Regions from separate parts of the Mus musculus genome. Here region 1 is linked to region 2. The links are chromatin contacts, called in public HiChIP or PLAC-seq maps. All regions are on one chromosome and are shown on one strand. Each heading gives the region's core, a stretch centred on a gene start, on an enhancer-like site or on the middle of the called end of the contact. The rest is flanking DNA. Distances are from core to core; before and after follow the strand shown. Region 1 holds the start of Degs1 (delta(4)-desaturase, sphingolipid 1). Region 2 overlaps Gm33669 (a long non-coding RNA gene).

What was found. HiChIP or PLAC-seq counts read pairs in DNA pulled down with a chosen protein or histone mark.
Region 1: an H3K4me3 HiChIP or PLAC-seq map of bone marrow-derived macrophages shows a contact between it and region 2, with 6 times the contacts expected there. The contact joins the promoter of Degs1 here to the enhancer-like site in region 2. A contact is called at or near these places in 6 of 39 promoter capture datasets (3T3-L1-derived adipocytes, the C10 cell line, hippocampal neurons and 3 more), 2 of 15 datasets of contacts at CTCF or cohesin (the NIH/3T3 cell line and embryonic stem cells), 9 of 484 Hi-C or Micro-C datasets (brown adipocytes, cerebral cortex, cortical glia and 3 more), 18 of 115 datasets of contacts at active chromatin or transcription factors (the NIH/3T3 cell line, the SCID.adh cell line, astrocytes and 11 more) and 2 of 9 other capture datasets (adipose tissue and embryonic stem cells).

Annotation. Positions count from the first base shown.
Region 1 is chr1:182,281,534-182,285,386 of GRCm38.p6, forward strand. It overlaps Degs1 (delta(4)-desaturase, sphingolipid 1), which reads right to left and starts at 1,268. Exons shown (of 3, transcript NM_007853.5): 1 at 1,089-1,268. The coding sequence starts at 1,170.
Region 2 is chr1:181,879,829-181,883,523 of GRCm38.p6, forward strand. Gm33669 (a long non-coding RNA gene) reads left to right here. Exons shown (of 4, transcript XR_865801.2): 2 at 808-1,152; 3 at 1,398-1,466. Among named protein-coding and RNA genes, the nearest start is that of Gm33669, 3.2 kb to the left of the region's middle. Within about 2 kb of position 1,868, at least 119 of the 459 cell types and tissues checked have an H3K27ac peak or open chromatin away from gene starts, as enhancers often do. A contact at or near this core is called in the SCID.adh cell line, bone marrow-derived macrophages, cerebral cortex and 4 more, where this site is marked.

The sequences.
Region 1 (3,853 bases), core at 18-2,517, 400 kb after region 2:
GAGAACTTACTAGCACCAGGGATCCCCTGAACGTGAATTCCACTAGAAAAATAAAGTCCATTTGAACGGCAGCTAGTCACTCTGATTTGCGAAACAAGTAATGTCTAAGTTTAGCAACTACTGCAGAAACCAGGGCCTCGCCGCCCCCTCCCCCATTAGGCAAATATTTTTAAGAAAGAGTGTGAAAATGGTGGATATGAGGCAGTTCCTCATATTAAAAGGCCTTTCATTGATTCTCTCAATTAAATCAAAACAAACAAACTAAAACAACTTTCTATATCTAGCACCAAGAAAAGAAAAAAGGCAGACTCTTTGGCTGCAGTCTAATTATGAAGATGTTGGAATCTTCTTAAACATTACTTCATCTTTTAAAATGCCGGCTCAGGCAAAGTACTGGAAAGGAAAAATTGAACTGGTTCATATATGCAAAGCTCATACCCAACAATTTGTCCTTATTCTTAAGAGCAGCCTACGTGGGATAAGAGACCTCTCTATCTCACGTGGAAACCCCCCCTCCGCCCCCCATACTCTCCTAAATCAGGCCTAGCCTGTCCTAAGGTCCGGGAGGCTAAGCTGCGCGCCTTTCCTATGCAGCCGGTCCCGCAGATCACTGGAATAAAAACTCACAGGAGCCATCCGGTCTGGGAAGCCTAGGGTCACCCGAACCTGGTCCCCCGCTAGGCCTGCAGCTGACTGGACCACGTGATTGAGGCTCCCGGGGCCGGGGATGCCCCTGGACCACGCCCTGAGCCAAGCAGGCGTCCGGGCTCGAGCCTACCGCTCCACCAGGAGCGGGGGTCACCCTCGACTGTCGGAGCAGGAGGGGCGAGTCCGGATCGCCCTACCTGGGGACCCTCAGCTCACAGGCCGGCGGAGGCCTCCAACACATGACCATCGAAGGGCTAGCAGCGAGCGGCGGCGCGCTGATCCCTCATCCCTCGGTTCTCCCGCCCGCCCGGAGCCCGCGCCGGCGGCCAAGCAGCGGAGCGGCTGGAAGGGGCCGCGGAGGCCGCGCTCGCACGGCGCGCACGGGAGGCCGCTCAGGGCCCGCACGCGGCCACGCGCACATAACGGGGTCCAGTCTTCACCTAAGATCTCCTTGCGCCGGGCGGCGTGGGGCTGGTCCGTGTAGACCCATTCGAACTCCTCTCGGGACACGCGGCTACCCATGGCTGCGGCCTGTGGACCCGCTCTGCCTCCGGCTCGTGTCCGGACGGCGGCAGCTCGAGGCCCGGCTCTAGTCGATAAGCCGCGGGGACGCGGGCAGAGGCGGGGCCTCAGGCCACGCCCCGCAATGACCACGCCCCTCGTGGGAGGCGATGGGCGGGACCTGGGTCGGCAGCCAAGAACCTTGTAGGCTCACGAAGCCTGGGAAAAGGTGAAAAGAGAAGGAAAGATTTGCGGCTGGATAAGGCTCTCGCTTTAGCGCCTCAGTGGGTGGAGTACATGGGGTGGCTACCTCTCCTTGAGTTCGGAAGATCACTGGCTTTGATTAAGTGGCAACGAGCCCATATTTCGCTTAACTTTTAATAGCAAATTATCTGTCGAGCCCTGTTTGGTTGCCTTCTGGAACTAAAACCTCCAGAGATTTGGAGTGTGTGGCAACTAAAATCTAATTTTTAAAAAAGTTTTTTTTTTCTCTTTGCTTTTCTCTCCCCTCTCTCCCGTCTTCGCCCCTCCTCACCCCTCCCGCCCCATATGTTTGCTTTTGTTTCTTGAAGTAGGTTCTCACTACCTAGCCTAGGTTATCCTCCAGCCGGTGGGCCTGCCCTTGCCTCCCAGTGGAATTTCAGACTTGTCTGAACAATGCAGTAAAGAAAAGGGAAGGGAGAGATGGGGTGGAGTTGGTGGTTCTGATGTTTCCCTACACTAATGGTTGCTCAATCATGCATCTTCCCGTGTCACAGAAGTGATCACCCGCAACTTCCTGTGGGAGGCAGGGGAGATTTGATTTCAAAATGCCTATCATTTCTTCACTTACGAGGTTTAGGGATTAGAGGTGTGGCACAGAGTTGGAGCACGGGCCGAGCAGGTGGATGGACTAAGAGCCCTGGCTTCTCCGTGGAGCCTGGAAGTGAAAGGAACTGCTAATTAAGATTAAGATTACAGGATTAGGGATTAGCAGACCAGATGACTTTCCTAAAGAAGCCAAGTGGTCATGAGTATAAATCAGACACAGACACACACCACTGCACATGCATACCACAACGGGAGAGGTGGGGACACAGAGAGACAGACATCCAAGTCTGACAAGTCTTGGAAGTACAACTGCTCATGTATAGAAAACTACAAACTACAGAGGAATCTGCTAAACTATGGGATACCATCAGCAAGATCTCACTGTAGGAAACGATATGGGAATTTTGTGTTCTCTAATAAAGGAGAAAAAAAAAACCAACAAATTAACAGGGACTTAAAGGATAAACTAGCCAGCTGTGATGTATCAGTCTTATTTATTCTGAAGGGTTAAAATGATGTGATGTTATTTAAAGATCTATCTATCTGGGTGCAGTTGCTTTCAGAGGCCAGAAAAGGGTGTCAGATCCCTTGGAGCTGAGTTACATGCCGTTGAAAGACACCCCACCTTCCATGGGTGCTGGAAACTGAACTCTGCAAGAGCAGTAGGAACTCTTCAAATACGGAACCATCTCTCTAGCCCCTGATGTGATGCTATTTAATTAAAGTATCATCTGGGTAGGTGAAGGTATTAAGAAATTCTTGCCGGGCATGTTAGCCCAGTTGTGTGTGATCCCAACTGAGCAGAAGCCTAAGGCAGAGATCACAAGTTCCAGGATTGCCTTGGTTACAGAGCAAGTGCACCGATAAAACCCAGCCTCCTCCATATACACACACCCAACACAGATAAAAGACTTGAGACAGAGTTCAATGATAAAGTGCCCAGTAAGATGCTGGGTTCAAAACCCACCACCACCAAATAAATAAATTAAACAAATAAATAATAAAAAGAAAAAAACCCAAAACCCCTATGATTTTTTATAATAGTGCTTTTCTCCCAGAGGTTCACACTAAAGGAGAAAATAAGACAACTGAAGTAAAATACATATTCTAGCTATATTGTGTTGTGCTATGCTATGGTACTGCCTAAAACTGTAAAAGGCTGGAGCAGAAAGTGAATTCTGTCCATGACAGGGCCTCTGACTGACACACATATGCCTAGGGCCTGGAGCAACGAAGGCTCTTTAGGGGTATAGCGGCCTGCAGGTTGGGCAACAGACTCCAGCCATGCAAGCTCACACTGGAGTTGGGTGTTTGGTGATGCCGGTGATACTCATGTTCCTGTAAGTATCACCAAAGAAATTGTTGGTGCACTGTTGTAGTTTGAATATGTTTGGCCCAGGGAGTGGCACTATTAGGAGGTGTGGCCTTGTAGGAGTAGGTGTGGCTTTGTTAGAGGAAGTATGTCACTGTGAGGGGTGGGCTTTGAAAGACCTTCCTGGTAGCTGCCTGGAGGTCAATCTTCTCTTGCTTGCCTTCAGAACAAGATGCAGAACTCTCAGCCCCTCCAGTGCCATGCCTGCCTGGATGCTGCCATACTTCCTGCCTGGATGATAATGGACTGAACCCCAATTAAATGTTTGCCGTTATAAGAGTTGCCTTGATCATAGTGTCTCTTCACAGCAACAGAAACACTAAGACATGCGCCAAGCTGGATAGAATTATTTATTTGGGTTGCTGCTGTTTCTCTATCTGGAGTAAACAGAAATAGCTTTCCCAGAAGTCTCCCAGCAGCCATACGGTGAACTTGACACATTCTTTCATATAATTTTAAAAAGAATTATTTATTTCATGTATGTGAATACACTGCAGCAGTCTGCAGACACACCAGAAGAGG
Region 2 (3,695 bases), core at 618-3,117:
GAGAGAGAGAGAGAGAGAGAGAGAGAGAAAGCCCAGCTTCTCAAACCGTGGTCATGACTCTGTATGGGACGGAGCAAATGTTACATCAGAACTAAAGACTCAGTGCATCTCCAGCATTTTGGGCATCGATCAACTGTGGTGCAGAGTGTGGCTTCCCTGCAGACTTGGTTCTGAACACACATGTGTGCTGTGCACCGTGTATGACCTGGTGTCTGAGCGGTAGATGCTGCCTGACCCCTGAGCTCAGATCTGAGATAGGTGCAATACAAACCACAGTGTTTTCACAGCACACACACGGGCTTCTGTTCTTACCCAAACATGGAGGCTTAATCATGGGAAACAAACACTTTTGATATTTTCCCACTGACACCCCTCAGCATGTATCCCACAAATGTATCTCTGGGTTGTATTATGTAAGCATATTTGATTTTCAGATTTGCTGTTTGAGCTGCTGTCTTGAATTTCATTTTAAAAAAAAATCATTAAGTGAATTGTGGCTCTGAGACTAAGACAGAATTCCCCACAATTTCTGAAATGGCTCTAGACATATTTCTGCTATTTTGAATTTACATTGCCTCTGAAAAATACTGGAGATATTCCATGTTCTACAGTGTGAAATATATAGCCAATGTCATATTCCTTATGTAAATATAACAAACCTCTATACAAACTTGCTTTCATCCTTAATAAATGCTATAATTATATGTATGTCTAAGAATCGCTTTTAAAATTTCTTTGTGAGTTATTACTTGTAAATGTAATTGTTTGCTTTTTTTTTTTTTTTTTTTTTTGTCTCTATATTGCTAGGGTCTCATACAGGGGTGGCGAACAGAAAAAGTTTAAGCCCTGCCCTAAAGACTAGCCCCCCCTCCCAAATACTCCCATCCCCCTCTCTGGAGCAGATGGCCTGGTAAGTTCTGGCAGGCACCTGGGGTTACTCTGTGCTCTCCCTGTACCCACAGCCAGTGCAGGTCTCAGTGTCTCAGCACCCTGTACCCACAGCCAGTGCAGGTCGCAGTGTCTCAGCACCCAGACCAGGCAATGAGTATTCCAAAGCCCGGAATGGATGCGATCTACGTCCCTCATCCGGGCCCCCACTGCCTGGAGGACTGTGTGAAAGAACTTCCCAGCCACCAGACTACTGTGGACCATGTACCTCAGCCAAGTAAACGGAGACAAAGGGATAGTTGGTGGGAGATGGGATGAAGCCTGAAACCCGGGACCATCTATAGGTGTAGCTCTGTTACAGCGCCACCATGTGGTGAGCTTCAGAGTAAGGATGGTGTGAGAGGGGTCGGGGTGGGGTGCGGGTGGGGCCTGAAAGCCTGGCCTCTAGGCTGAGGGACCTACCTCTGGGAAGCCCTTTTCAGATCTTCCTTAACCCAGGTTTCATGCAGCGGCCCCAGAGGGACTTGAACCCCTGCCCAGCTGGCGGACCTCACTCCAACACTCTCTTAGGACGCAAGGTTGGCGGGAAATTTCTGTCTCATAACTCGTACTCTGGCAGGAAAGTCCTAAATCCTCAGAGTAAGAGACTAGAGGCCTAGATGGGGTCCTGTTCTCTGGGTGAAGGCGCCTAGCGTTCAGTGCAGCAATGGATGGGGAGAGAGAAAAGTGGGTCAGCTTCTTGGTGGGGGAGGGTGAGCCCAGAGGATGCGCCAACTAGGGTCATCCCAAGTGTCGTTTCAGCAAGGAAATTCGGGAAGAACCGCTATGCCGCAGAGGCCAGTCTGCACAGGGTTGGCATGAGGCCCTGGCTACTGGCTTTGACTTGAGAAAGAAAGCACAGACCAACATACACCTGGCACTGCACCCAGTCAGCCAGCCCTGGGTAAGCTGGGTATTTGGCAGCACTCCTCCTGGGAGCCCAAGTGAGAGGGAAGTGAGCCGCAATTTAGCGAGGTTGAGTGGGACCGGAAACAAGATGTGGCAAGCTCTGGCAGGTCCCAGGGTGGGCCTAGAGCGCCACCTGGTTTTGGACTACCGATCATCAGGCAAACACCGTTTTCCTGACCCATGCACCATCTTTGACACTGGTCAGTTATCTGGCTGGAGGCCAGAGCTTTAGTGAGAGTGGTAGCCTCTTCCCCAAGCCCAGAGGGTAAGGCATGTCTTTGCCTTTCTCAGCCAAGTTGGGGGGCGGGGAGCAGGAAGGATGAAAAGATGAAGGAATCCTTTGTGCTTTGACAGTGTCCAGGCAGGAAAGAACAGCCTTTCTAAGGATGTAAAAGCCATCCATGGGGTTGCCCATGGCCCAGCAGGGAGAGGCTTTCTCTGCTGGGCAGTTTAAGGACAGCCTGCTTCCCGAGGCAGCAATGCAGTGCACACTGCCCTCTGGGCAGTGACCTGGGCTTTGTATAGGCACACAGATCCCCAGGGATGGAGAACAGTGAGGGACTCTTGAGCATAGCCTGAGGTCAATGTGGCAGAGACGGGACCTCTGAGCTCAGGAGTTCCTAGGTAAACTCTGGGTGGGAGGGATCCCTGAGATGGAACAGTGATGCACAGTCCTCCTCAGGGAGGTGCAAGCTGGTGTTAGGCTTAACTTGATGTGGGAAACAATGGCTGGCTGTGTGTTCCCAGTTCAGCGTTAGACAGCTGTTCCTCCTGCAAGAGACCCTCTTGACTGACAGGAAAGGGCAGTAAGTCCATGGGCTATAGCTCCACGGTAGAATGCTCATTTAGCACCTGTCAGACCCATGGCAGAAGAGCCCCAAGACAGGAGGTGTCACTCCATGCCAAGCCCCACCCAGCTCTGACAAGAAGATCCTAAACCCAGCGTGGTGGTGGCACACACCTTTAATCCCAGCACTGGGGAGGCAGAGGCAGGTGGATCTCTGTGAGTTCTGGGCCAATCTAGTCTAAGTTGCAGGACAGCCAGAGCTACATAGTGAGAGTCTATCTCAAAACAACCACCAAAAACGTAGGAAAAGGAGGAGGAGAGGGAGAGGAGGGAGAGGTGGTCCTGAGCATGTCAAAATCTACACGACATCGGTTTTTTATTTTCTCATTTCAACTTCACCACAGCCTTGAGGAAGCAGGTTGGCCTAGATCTCTACCATTGTCCTCTGTCAATGTGGGGAAGCCTGGTCCCAGGCCCTGGGGAAATCACTGTTTCTAAGGTGGCTCCTGCTTAGGCTGCCCAAGACAGTCTTGCCACTTCACTGCTGCCTGCACAGAATCCCCAGACATGAGACAAACACCTCAGCACGCAGGGCCTCAAATTTGGTGTCTGCTCACCCAGAGCTGTAGAGCCGCAGCCGCTCCCATCAGTCACCAGCCTAGGAGAGGGCCCAGAATCTGCACTTTAACACAGTTACACTCAAGGAAGCCCATCCACACTGGCTTCAGAAAGGCCCCGAGCACACAGGAACACCCGCTGCTCCCTCAACGTCTTTTCTTGGTGTTCACCTCTTCTGGAAGTCCTCACCAGAGCTGCTTCTTGGCCTTTTCTCAACAGATGAACAAATTGCTTTTGGGAATAGGTGTATGTCACACAATATTTGCGATAAAATCATTTTTACTCTAAGGTTACTGTCAACCTGAAATTTAAATGTAACTGAGCATCTGGGTAGTGTCTCTGTTGTTGTTGGTGGTGGTGGTGGTTTTTCTTGGCGTCAATTTTTGGTGACAGGAAGTGGACACGGGACCTCGCACATACCAGACACATACAGGCTTTCCCACACTGATCTATA